Linked DNA regions of Dromaius novaehollandiae: region 2 is linked to region 1. The links are chromatin contacts, called in public Hi-C maps. All regions are on one chromosome and are shown on one strand. Each heading gives the region's core, a stretch centred on a gene start, on an enhancer-like site or on the middle of the called end of the contact. The rest is flanking DNA. Distances are from core to core; before and after follow the strand shown.

What was found. Hi-C and Micro-C count contacts between places; a contact is called where the count stands out from the background.
Region 2: a Hi-C map of brain shows a contact between it and region 1, with 4 times the contacts expected there. The contact joins two enhancer-like sites. A contact is called at or near these places in 2 of 4 Hi-C or Micro-C datasets (brain and ovary).

Annotation. Positions count from the first base shown.
Region 1 is chr2:59,456,027-59,462,017 of bDroNov1.hap1, reverse strand. All of the region lies in intron 4 of TPK1 (thiamin pyrophosphokinase 1), which reads left to right. Among named protein-coding and RNA genes, the nearest start is that of TPK1, 98 kb to the left of the region's middle. Within about 2 kb of position 1,752, at least 1 of the 2 cell types and tissues checked has open chromatin away from gene starts, as enhancers often do.
Region 2 is chr2:60,028,456-60,033,834 of bDroNov1.hap1, reverse strand. No RefSeq gene overlaps it. Among named protein-coding and RNA genes, the nearest start is that of CNTNAP2, 8.3 kb to the left of the region's middle. Within about 2 kb of position 4,059, at least 1 of the 2 cell types and tissues checked has open chromatin away from gene starts, as enhancers often do.

The DNA of each region.
Region 1 (5,991 bases), core at 503-3,002:
TTGATACAGATGATATGCTCTCACAAATACAGTTGATATGAATTTTTTTTTTTTAATATATATTCCGAGATGATTCTGTGAAATCAGAGAAGCTCTGGTTCAGCAGCCTCTTGCCTCTTGTTTGCCCTTCTGAATTTTATTAATGTGGTTTTCAGGCTTGGCAGGTATCTTGGAGAGACATTTTTATACTGTATGGACAATTTGTCTTGAGTATCAGATTCTGAGGATAGCAGTGCCCCCGCAATGTTTGTGCATATCTGCAAAATCTGTTACTTACGGGGAAATCTCATCTTCATGATTGTGAAGAGTAAAGTAGGATACAGATAGATGCTTTCAGCTGAATTCTTTTCTCATTTATTCTAATGAAACACAGCTTAGTATTTTTCCCTGCAGAGCTGCAGAAAAATGGACTTTACAGCTGTCTTCTCGCTATTGGTTTAAATCTTTCCCCTCTGATAAAACTTCTTTGAATTTCAGTGAGATAACAGGTTCCTCAAAACTGAGGGCTAAAGGGATGCATTATGAACAAATGGTGCGTATGTGGCTCTCCATGGTAGAATTTTAAATAGCTTAGTAGCATACGTAGATTCACATCAGCTGAAGCTGAAAATTTTCTGTTCTAATAATAGGGCACCTTGGAAACTTGACACAACTAATTCACCTGAAAACAAAATTTAACACAGCACTGCTCACTTTATTATGGAGTTCCAATCAGGATGGGACATGGGCCAAGCTGCTGTGAGTCATGTTATAGGAACTTAAGTGTCTGTCTTCTGCTTGCAAGACATACTTTTGCTATTCTGGCAATTTTGTTAGAAAAATTTAGCTTTGCCTTTAGGGCTGCTTTGCTCTTTGTTAGCTTAAAACTTAAACTGTTTTTAGTCATTGCAACTAGACAAAAAGGAAGAATGAAAATGTTTTAAAATTGCAAAACTGGCTAAAAAAGTGGTTTAATGTTGCCACACAGTAAATAATTTTTTTTTTTTAAAAAGGTGGAATTTTAACATCCTTTAATACTTGTAGTATAAGTATTTCAAATGTACTGAATATGTTGAGTATTTTGAGCAGTGGTCCTTTCTTTTTCATTGCACACTTTATAGTCGTCTTTTTTTCTGCATTGCGATTGCATTTCTCTGCATTTCCCAACTAACGCCAACATTTTTTTAAAAAATCATGCCTTTTAAAATAAAAATGTTCAATTTGAAAATGGTTTCTGATTTTACTACTAAATTTGTTTGCAAAACAAATTTCCAATAAATTTGTCTATCAAAGGGATATTGTAAGCAGTATGCTCCTGTTTATATATACGGAAGCCCACTGTTTAACTCTAAGGAAAATCAAATTTTAACAGGCCATGCAATTCTGTCATCTTTTTCAAAGATGTGAAGACAGTCAAAATCCAATTTTTAAAAAAAATTTGTGCCTGTTTAGAATATAATCAGTAAGCCAGTGTTACGCTTTATGGGAGGTGAAACCTTTTGCAACCTTTTGCTTGCATGTGGGCTGCAAGATTTTCTTTCCTCTTCTAAAGCTGCTTCACAATACAGGTAGATAAGCTGGTGTCATGTCTCCCCAGAGCCTGGTTCTCAGGCGCTCTTCACTGAGTTTCGGCTTTATTTCTTCCCCAGAAGATGAGTATAGGAAGGAATTGTCCCTTTCCCCAAGCCTAAGCTGCCTGCAGGGTTGCAGCTGTGCATGGTTTGCCTGAGCCTTGCGGCCCTCTACCCGTGGAGCCCGCTCGTGTGTGGCTGCGCGCCTCCCTCCTTTCGGCCAGCCAGAGCTCCCGGGGAATCGCAAACCTGGAAACAGGCCTCTGGGCCTCTCACCTCCGCTGTGGTTAATGGGTCACAGGAGGCTGGCATCAGTCTACAGCAACATACATGAAAAACAAGCAAACAAAAAACCTAGCATTTTTCCTCTGGCTTTTGAGCACTTGCCTGTCAAGATGACTAGACTGTTGCTCTCTAAGGAGGAATCTTCCCCATTCTCCCCACTGCAGTTCCTGACAAGTCCATAATTAAAGATAAAATCACAGCTACTTTAGCTGCACTGTGTTCTATATGTTTTTAAGTAGTAATCTGTTTAAAAGACTTGGAAGTTACAGGGGCTCCAGTTCAAGATCTGGCTCTTGTGTTGCAGGCAAAGCACTCTGGACTTGGAGAATTTCCCTTCATTTAATTTATTGCTAACTAACATAAACTTTTAATTGCTGATTCAAGTATTGAGAAACAAGACACAGACAATTAAACCAACACTGAGGGAAATACCTTTCCTCCCTCTTCCCCAGGCTCAGCTTCAGTCCAGCACCTTTCCTCCCTGCTCCCTAATCTCCACTTCCCTCGTTGCTGCCGTGTGTTATGCTCAGTCCCTCACAATCAGTTTGGTAAGGTGACGGGTGGTACAGGAGGTTGGAGTTGGGGCCTAGTGGTCTCTTTTTGCCCCTCCTTGCTTCTTACTTTTTTCCTCCACTGCTCCTTGCTTCTTATTTGTGCTGCAGTGTGGGTTCCTCCGTGGGCTGCAGTCCCTTCAGGGGTGTCCTGCTCCAGCATGGGCCCTCCACGGGCCACTATCCCTTCAGAGGTGTCCCTGTTCCAATGTGGTTTATCCACAGGCTGCAGTCCCTTCTGGGGTGTCCCTCCCTGACGAGGTCCTAGAGAGGCTGCAGTCCCCTTGGGAGGTATCACTGCTCCAACATGGCTTATCTACAGCTGCAGTCCCCTCAGAAGCATACCTTCTGTGGCATGGAGCTCCTCCTTCCAAGCGTACATCTGCAGCTGTGTCCCCAACAATCATCCTTTGCATATGTCTCCTCCTCTTCCTCAAAAAATGTTCCTCTACATGTTTCTCCGCAGGTGTCTCCTTTTGTGTGTCCTCCTGTGTGTCTACTCACACATCTCCTCTCACGTGTCTCCTCATGTCTTTCCTTTTGTGTCTCCTTTCGTGTTTCCTCATATGCATCCTCACATGTGCCCTCCTGTGCCTCCTGCTGCCTGCAGCTGCCACCCTTTCTTAAATGTGTTTGAGAAGAGGCACCATATGCTTCTCTGACTGTTGGTGCCCGGTGGTTTGTTTTCATCTGTCTCACAGCTGTCTGTAACTGGCACAGGGCAGTTCATGGCCTCCTTGGACACAGGGCACCCCCTGATACCCAAATCTTGCCATTTATGCCCAATACACTCTTGTTTCTGCAAAGAGCCAAGATTTTAGCCTAGAGTTGCGCAGAGAACTGGTTAATTTCGAATCACAGCTGGATATCTTTGCCCAGCTAGTCAACAAAATGAGATGTTGTACATCTATCACGTGGCATAGAGGAACTGAAGGAAATTATAAGGTTCTTCCTCAGAGGTTTTATTTTATTAGATACTGTACAGACATAAGTAAGAGAGAGTCCTTGCATTAGGGACCTGTATTAGCAATCTACAAGTGGGTGTTGTGTGTTTCACAGATATTATGTTATCCATTTTCTGTGTTTTGTCTGTCTCGTTTTTATTGCAGTAGTGCCAGTCACTGTAAGCACAAAAACTCTTAGGCCTAGTCCTGTTCATATTAAATGAAAAAAAAAAAAGGGCTTGACAAATGACAAGATGCAGAGAAGATGTACGAGGACAAATATCATGCTTACATTCATACAGCGAGTCAGGGCAGAGCTCCAGTGTCCTGATGCCCCACAGCGACTCTAAGCAATCCTGTTTGCTTGGAAGCAGTATGTACTGTGGCTCCCTGGAAGTCTCTGTGCAAGGGTAAACGGAGGAAGTTACAAGTGTATCGGAGGAGACTTTTTGTTCTGAGTTTGAAAGAAGAACGCGGGTTTACTTCAATTAGCTTTTTAGAAAAGAGGAAAAGAAGTAGGAAAAAACAGACTTCTGCTCACTGTGTGATACTACTGTTTCATTAAAACATAAACGCTGAGTTTGGGGCATGGTGGCATCAAATTCTGCTGCAGTAAGTGTGTGAAGAAGTATCTCTGTCTCACAGAAGATAGACCTCCAGGTGTTAATGTTCTGTGTTCTTACACTTCTCTCCAAAGGAAAACTTAGGGTGTGATTGTGCTTCACAGAGGCCAGCATAAAACCTTTACTGTTGAAATGGTTTCTGTGGATTGAAGGAAAAAAAAAAGGTATGTTCCATGTGCATCTTTAAGAGGAATTCTAGATGATAAGCTGTGTCACCTTGCTCCTTCCAGAAAATGATTGGATACCATTCAGAAGAAACCCACTTTGCTCAGAGGTTCTGATTATCTGTATCTTCCGGCAGCAGCTGGTGCATCATTTAGCCCAGCGTCCATTTCCAGTGTCTGCACAATCTTTTCTTATTCTAAAACAACTCTGCTTTGTAGTTGTTCTTTTTATTTCATTGGCTGTATGAACGTGTCTTGTAACAATTTTTGGCAGTAGCAATAAGAGCAGTGACTTTTCTATCCCAGGCCCATAGCTGTTAAGTCAATTCCAGATCTAACATACTAAATAGGAGCAGCCCTCTTTTCCATCTGCGTAAGTAAATCATGGCAGCAGTTTTCTAGCAGTCTCCAGACTGAGAGTTAGCATTTTTCTAGCCTTGTAATTATCTAAACTACCTGCCTTACCTTTTCAGCCTTTGCAGTAGAAGACTAGTTCTTAATTGCTCTGGCAGTTTCTTTGTAACATGGCTCTGCCTTGTAGCAGAAAATGCCTTTTCTGAATCAGTGGTAACTGAAGGCTAATGTTTCAGACACAAAGGAGTGGAGGGATGAGACTCTTTGACAGCATGCCAAAACCCTCCTGAATGAGATCAGGCAGAGATCAGCCTCTGCAATTTCCAGGCAGTGAGGAATGAAACATCTCGCAGAATCCTAAAGGACCTGAAGCAGGCCAGAAGTGGTGTTCTCTAATACCAACATCTGGTTGAAATAGCACAGAAATGAAGACTAGAATAGGCTTTATGGAATTCGTTTTGAGAGGGGAGTAATTCAGTTGACAGAGCTCTCTAGAAGTTGCAGTATCTGTAAACTGTCATGACTGGACACTAGGGTGACAATTTAGACCTAAAAGGACCCTTGTGAGAATGCTAAGACCCTGTTTTTGGGGTTCCTAACTGTTTCATAATGAGTCGATGAGCAGTCTTACTCCAGAGGTGCTTAATTGGGTACAACATGGAATTGTTTTTCCACTAAATAGCAGTAACCTGTTTAATGTGTGGAAAAGGACTGAGCTCTCAGTAAGTAAATGGAAAACCACACATAATGAATGCTGTTATGCAAGCTGTTACCGTCATAGTGAGAGTTTCCATACAATTTTTTTTAAAGCAGGTATATACTACCAATCTGCTGTTTGATCATGTTTGCAACAAAAATACTTAACACAAAAAAGTATGCTTAGCTACCAGCTGTCAGGAATTTCCATATTCTTACCACTTACTACAAAGCGTCTTTGCTTGCTTTTGTTCTTTTGTCAGTATCTCAGTAATTTACTAATTGCTGTACATCAGCCTTACAGCGACACCTGCTGCCAGGGGCAGACTTGATATAGAGCTAGTTGTTATCTTGAAGGTGTCATTTTCTACACCAGGACTGATTGCTGGCAGCTTTTCTGGAATATATTTAAGTTCCCTACTTCTTGCAGAGGCTGGCTTTATCACTGCAGAAAAATGATGGCCTTCAGGCCAGCAGTTGGGACCTACATAGTGTAAATGAGCCAGCCCCACGCTGCTTTTTGAACCAACTATCCAATAACAGAATCTCTTTTTTTCCAAGCTCCTTTACTCTGCAAGTGTGGTGCGACGTGGCTTCAGTGTGAATAAATAAATTGGTCAGCTTCAGAAGTGATTTGTAATATACTGGAAATTGCACAGTGATGGAGGAAGATAGTGTATGTTTGAAAATAAACATGTAAATAATCATGACTTGAACTTGACCCAGCTCCTTGTTTAAGCAAAAGAAAAGACTGGTCTAGATTAAACACCAGGATTTCTGTTGATTCAAATTTAAGTAATTATGTGTCAAAAAACTACACTTTG
Region 2 (5,379 bases), core at 2,810-5,309, 570 kb before region 1:
TTCGAACCAACTTTAAAGGAGAAATGGAAATTAATCTGGATCCATGTGGGAAAAAAAAGCATCCTTGTTCTAATGTATAACCTTCAAGGTAAGTGCTAGAGAAGACACTATCCACTCTTTTTGTACCATCATTTATGTCTTGATAAGGAGATTCCATGTGACTTGAAGGCTCTTTCAAGACCAGCACATAGTAACCCTTTGGTGAATACAGTGAATGCTTCCACAGCAAAGTAATGTTAGGAAAGTATTGAGGTATTTTTAGCTGCATTTTAATGCAAATTAGTGGCTGGAAACCAGGAAAAGAGCCAGCATAATTTGACCAGCTTGCTTTCTGTAAACTGACAGTGATCTACAGTTTACATCTTGGGAAGTTCTTTGCTAAGGGTTTTAGGAATAATTCACAACTTATAGCTTTAAACCATTGTTTTCCTTTAAATAATTTGTGGTACCAAGTATATAGCCTCATTATCCACTCAATACATATTTAACAGATTGGAAGAGTATAGCAGAGTAATGCACTAGAGTTAGTGAAGCATCTGAGTAAATATGTATTTGCTTCCCTGTTATATTGCCCACATCATTTCATCTCAATTACCCCACTAATAAACTATAGTTATCTTCATCTCCTATTACAGATAGCATATGGATATCTGACAATAAAAGTACTTTAAAATAATATCATTTACTTTATATTATACTACTAGGAGTATCCAGAGTCCTTTTGAACCGTGTTCTAATTTCTTTCATACAATTGATTGAGGTAAGGCACTTTGTGTTACAGCTAAATCTGAAGCTCTAGTAATTCTCCATTATAACTCCAGCATTGCCTTTTATTAAGTGTCTACAGTGCACCTAGTACAGAGCAGGGTGTCATTCTTGACTGGAGCTTCTGCATGTTACTTGGCCGTGATTTCACCTAAATAAACACTGTTTTGCCTGTCTGCACACCTGCCAGTAGGATAATTCCATATGCATCTCCTGTATTTCAGAGGGTCTATTCCTCCCACTAGGCTTCTGATTTCTAACAAATACAAACTGGCAGTAAGAACACCAACTATGCAAAGACTGGCAGATTTTTAATAACTGAAAGGTTAGATGAGCTTTATGCTAATTTTAGGAAGTCACTTGCCACAGCCACGAAGGCATAACAACTGCCTGGGCTTCAGGGGGGTTTCTGAGCTGTGCACGAGCTCCAGTCGAGCCTCTTGATCTGAATGATCAGGCCAGCCTGAGGCTCACAGTGAAGCTACTGTATCACAGGACTTCAAGAATGTCCCCATTTACCAGCTGGAGGCTTTCATTAGAGCCACCGCCCTCCTAAAACTTTAAATTGAAAAATTGACAGTATCAGGTTTTGTGAACTGACGAGATTGGGTGTTTTATGGTATGGTGGTCTGAATACCCACAACTTATTTTACTGTCATATTGACATAAATTCTATGCTGCAATAGTTATATCCTGCAAAAGAGGTGAATTATTCATTCCTTGTTCATAGTATAAGCCCCACTAAAGTCAGTCTGATGAGCTCTCAAGGGAAACACCTGAGCAGACTGTAGTAGCGTATAGTAAAATCATACATGTACCTACATCATACATGCACATACATATAGTGTTCAAGCACAAAAGATTGCTCTTGACATCTAGGTAGACATTTCAAAAGCAAAGATGAAACTGAGAATTAAATTCCTTCTCTTCACAGAATTAGGAAAAAGTTGAATAGTAGTAACAAGAGAATGAAATCAAACTCCAAATTGGAGGGCTGCATCTTTTTTGCTGTTCTTGCTTCTGTGCCAAAAGCAAATGGGAAGCCTTGCTAGGAAACACACAGTGCAAAGAGCTCTCTGATATATAAACGAGTGTTGCACTCGTGGTGTTGCCATCTTGAAAGATATGCAACTGCTCATCAGGTTTGACAGTGCGGGCCTTTCATAAAGACCATTTCAGCTTAATTCATAAGGAGCCCTATTCTGTTTTTAGCCACTCTAGACTTTAATTTGTACTTTGCAAAACAGTCAGGGTTAGGAAACATCTAATCAAATATATGATTTTTAACTCTTTTCTGCAATCTGGATGTAATGAACTACAGAGCTGTAGGAAAGGTGCAGCAGCCAGACTGTTGGTATACAGGTGAAACTGAGAGAGATGTTAAAAATTCTCAATGCAAAAACTTTTGCAACAACTGCCACAAGGTATTCTGAGCTTGCCTTCCAGCCTGTTTTCACATTAAAAACCTTTGCACACTTTTCCTAAAGTTTGGAAAACAGGAAGCTCCCTAAATGGCAATGTATGATTCTAATAAAACCCACAAAGCATCTGAAAGGAGAGAAGACAGAACTGTGAATGAGGGTCTGTGGGTAGGCCACCTCATTTCCATGTCAGGGACTTCAGTACTGGCTCACGCCTCTTACCATACAACATGACAATCCCTCGGAGAGCAGAATGTATATGCGTATGTATCACATAGACAAATATATAATGTTACGTGCAGATTTAATAAACTATGTGCATATACATTAAAATACAAATATCTGTATTATAGAATGGCAAGCTTACTTATTATTTGAGTATATTGTGTAATCTCCACCCATTAGAAAACAAGATTGGAGGAGTCCACCCAAGTCAGACCAGTCACCTGGATTTATCTTTTGAGAAAAAGTTCCTTTTCCTCTCAAGCACTATTTCTTTTCATAGTATTTATGAAACATAGAGAAAGCAAATTGAAGCCACTTTCTGAAAGGTATGGCCACATAAAAACCACTTAGCTTTCAGATCCTTTTAAGCTTTTTGGAAAATATCAGATATAAAATACATGTATTTGATAACTGACATGTATTTTGATAACAGTCCTACTACTGCAATAGTACATGAGTTTTTTACTATAAATGCACTTGCAATAAAAGGTGTTCAGACTACTGTATGTTACTACAATGTGGCATGTAATGAATGAACAAAGATTTAATCTCCACAGCATCCAAGGATTCCAAAGCATCATACAAATATTTAATTAACCTTCCCAAAGAAGCTGGTAAATATTATATCCATGTAGTGAACAAGCAAAGAAATCTATGCACAGCGCTCAAGGTCACCAATATTCCAACTGCTGTAAACATAACCAGTGACTCTGAGACCAAAACTGAGTTTTTAAAGCCAGCTGGACAAATTAGTGAAAGATGGGGCTCTTGCCCTATCAGGGGTGAGTGAACTGGAAGTATTACATTAGTATTTTGATGGAGATGGCAGAAGGTATGAGGGAGTATGAACGATTTACTTGTTGGAAAAGTAGTCTAAAAGGAAAAGGCAGGAGAAGCTAAGTGAAAAATACTTTAAAAGGAATCAAAGGAACATGATAACTGTAGCTAACAAGCTAATGCCTTTTATTATCCATACAGAAAATATGATAGAGCTATAGATGAACTAGACGAAACTAGTATTAGAAAAGTTCATAATTTACACAGCACCCACATCCTTGTCATGCATTGTTCAAAAGTGATACAGTGCTATCTTTTAGAACTTTCTGAATTTCTTACAAAGGATTTGAGTGCAGAAAGGTATTTAATAGCACCACTTATCACTTTTGAACAGTGAAAGATCTTAAGTATCCCAGTCAAAAACCTTGAAATGTGTTGAAATCTATAGGGCTGTACTCATTTGTATCTATGCAAAAGACAGAAGAACAGGCTATTTTGTTTCCTCTTTAAAAAGACCTTGACACTCTCTGGTAAACTTTGAGAACCAAAAAGAACGCAATTTAATTATAAGCGCCACCGTGATAAAAGCAGAGTCCTACTGTGTTTTCAACTTCATGAGGAAATAAGGCTTCATTGTTCTACCCACAGAGATGCCTGCAAACGTGGGAGAATTTTAGATGCAAATAAAAGACCGAAGGGTGTTAACTATTCTCTGTTCACTCATCTTACAGCAGCTAGTGATTTAGTTGTTTGCCACTTCTACCTCTAGTGAAGACCACTCTATGTAAGAGTTGTAGGCTATGTCAATACTGTTCTGAAAAGCAGCCTCTGGAGAGGCTGTAAATACAGCATGATCTGTTTTCCAGGTGCACATGGCTGCTTCTCCTTCAGCCTGTGCACCGCCTGCTGAGAGGTTACCTCACAAAATATTAACCTGCTAGGCCTGTACAGACATAAACGATACCATCAGCTCCGGGGAATGTCACAGCCACACCTATAAACCTTGCAAATTAACACCCTGCAAAGCAGGCAGGCCTGATGTTGCAGGTGACTTCAGGAGCACCCACAGCTTAGACAGACATACTCACAGTGATATTTTGACAACTCAGACTGAAAAATCTCTTCTTCCTAGAAAATCTGAACTTTTGTTCATTAGTCTTACGACCAGTTGACCTTCGTTTTATTTCAAACCCTGATTACTGTAACATCAGTTCTGCTGCTCAGCAGTCTATGGGTTTACAACATGTAGATGGCTGGGAAAATAGAAGAATAGTCTTTCTCCTACACAAATCAAGGGAGGATTCAACTGAATATAGACATCTAACTTTGATCTTGTCATTGTAGCCTCCCTTTAAAGATGGTAGAGAGCTAGTCAGTGCTGTCGGTGTCATCAGGGATAAAATTCATGTTATCTTAAACTAAAAGTTTGTGCATGACCAGATGAGTCAAGCACTGCAAAAGTGCTTCCTTCCATTCTCCGGGGCAAGGAGAGCCTCCAGCACCTTGTACAAATGTAGAAAGTTAAGCATGGGCAAGATGAATCCCACCTTCAAACAGAGATTCTGCAGTCCCTCCACAGATCCTGCTTCACCCCTGGTGTCTATTCGCATAGACTGTGCTGGCTCACTCACATTGAAGACATAAGAATAACCACATTTGTAATTATAGAATTGCTATACAAGAGGCTTCGAGTGTCTTTTCCTACCTAGCATGGTCTGAATTTGAAATTTGCCAGTTAACAGCAAACCTAAACTTTTGTAGATAACCAGAAATGACAATAATAAGAAAACCTTTCACAAAGTAGTAACAGATAGCAAGAGAGAATATGACCATTTTAAGACTTTGGACAAATCAGAGAAAAGACGGCATTTAGCAGCAAAAATAATAGGCAATCTGCAGTTTTGCAACTCCTACAAGAAACAGGGAAAGGGGCAGTTGTGTTTCAGGTTTTGGGTTTTTTTTTTCTATTTCTCTCTTTTCAGCATAGAGGGTGTGGATTTTGGGGGGGGGGGGGATTCTAAATCTGATATTCCATATCAGCTCACAATTATAATAATTTAGCAGCCACTGAAGTACAGTGCTTCCCTTTAAATTAATACAAATGCTGGACAGACAGAAGCATTCATACAGTCATGATGATATGGCTAGGTCTCATCCACGCTATCAGATTTTTCATTGGACTAGCAACTTA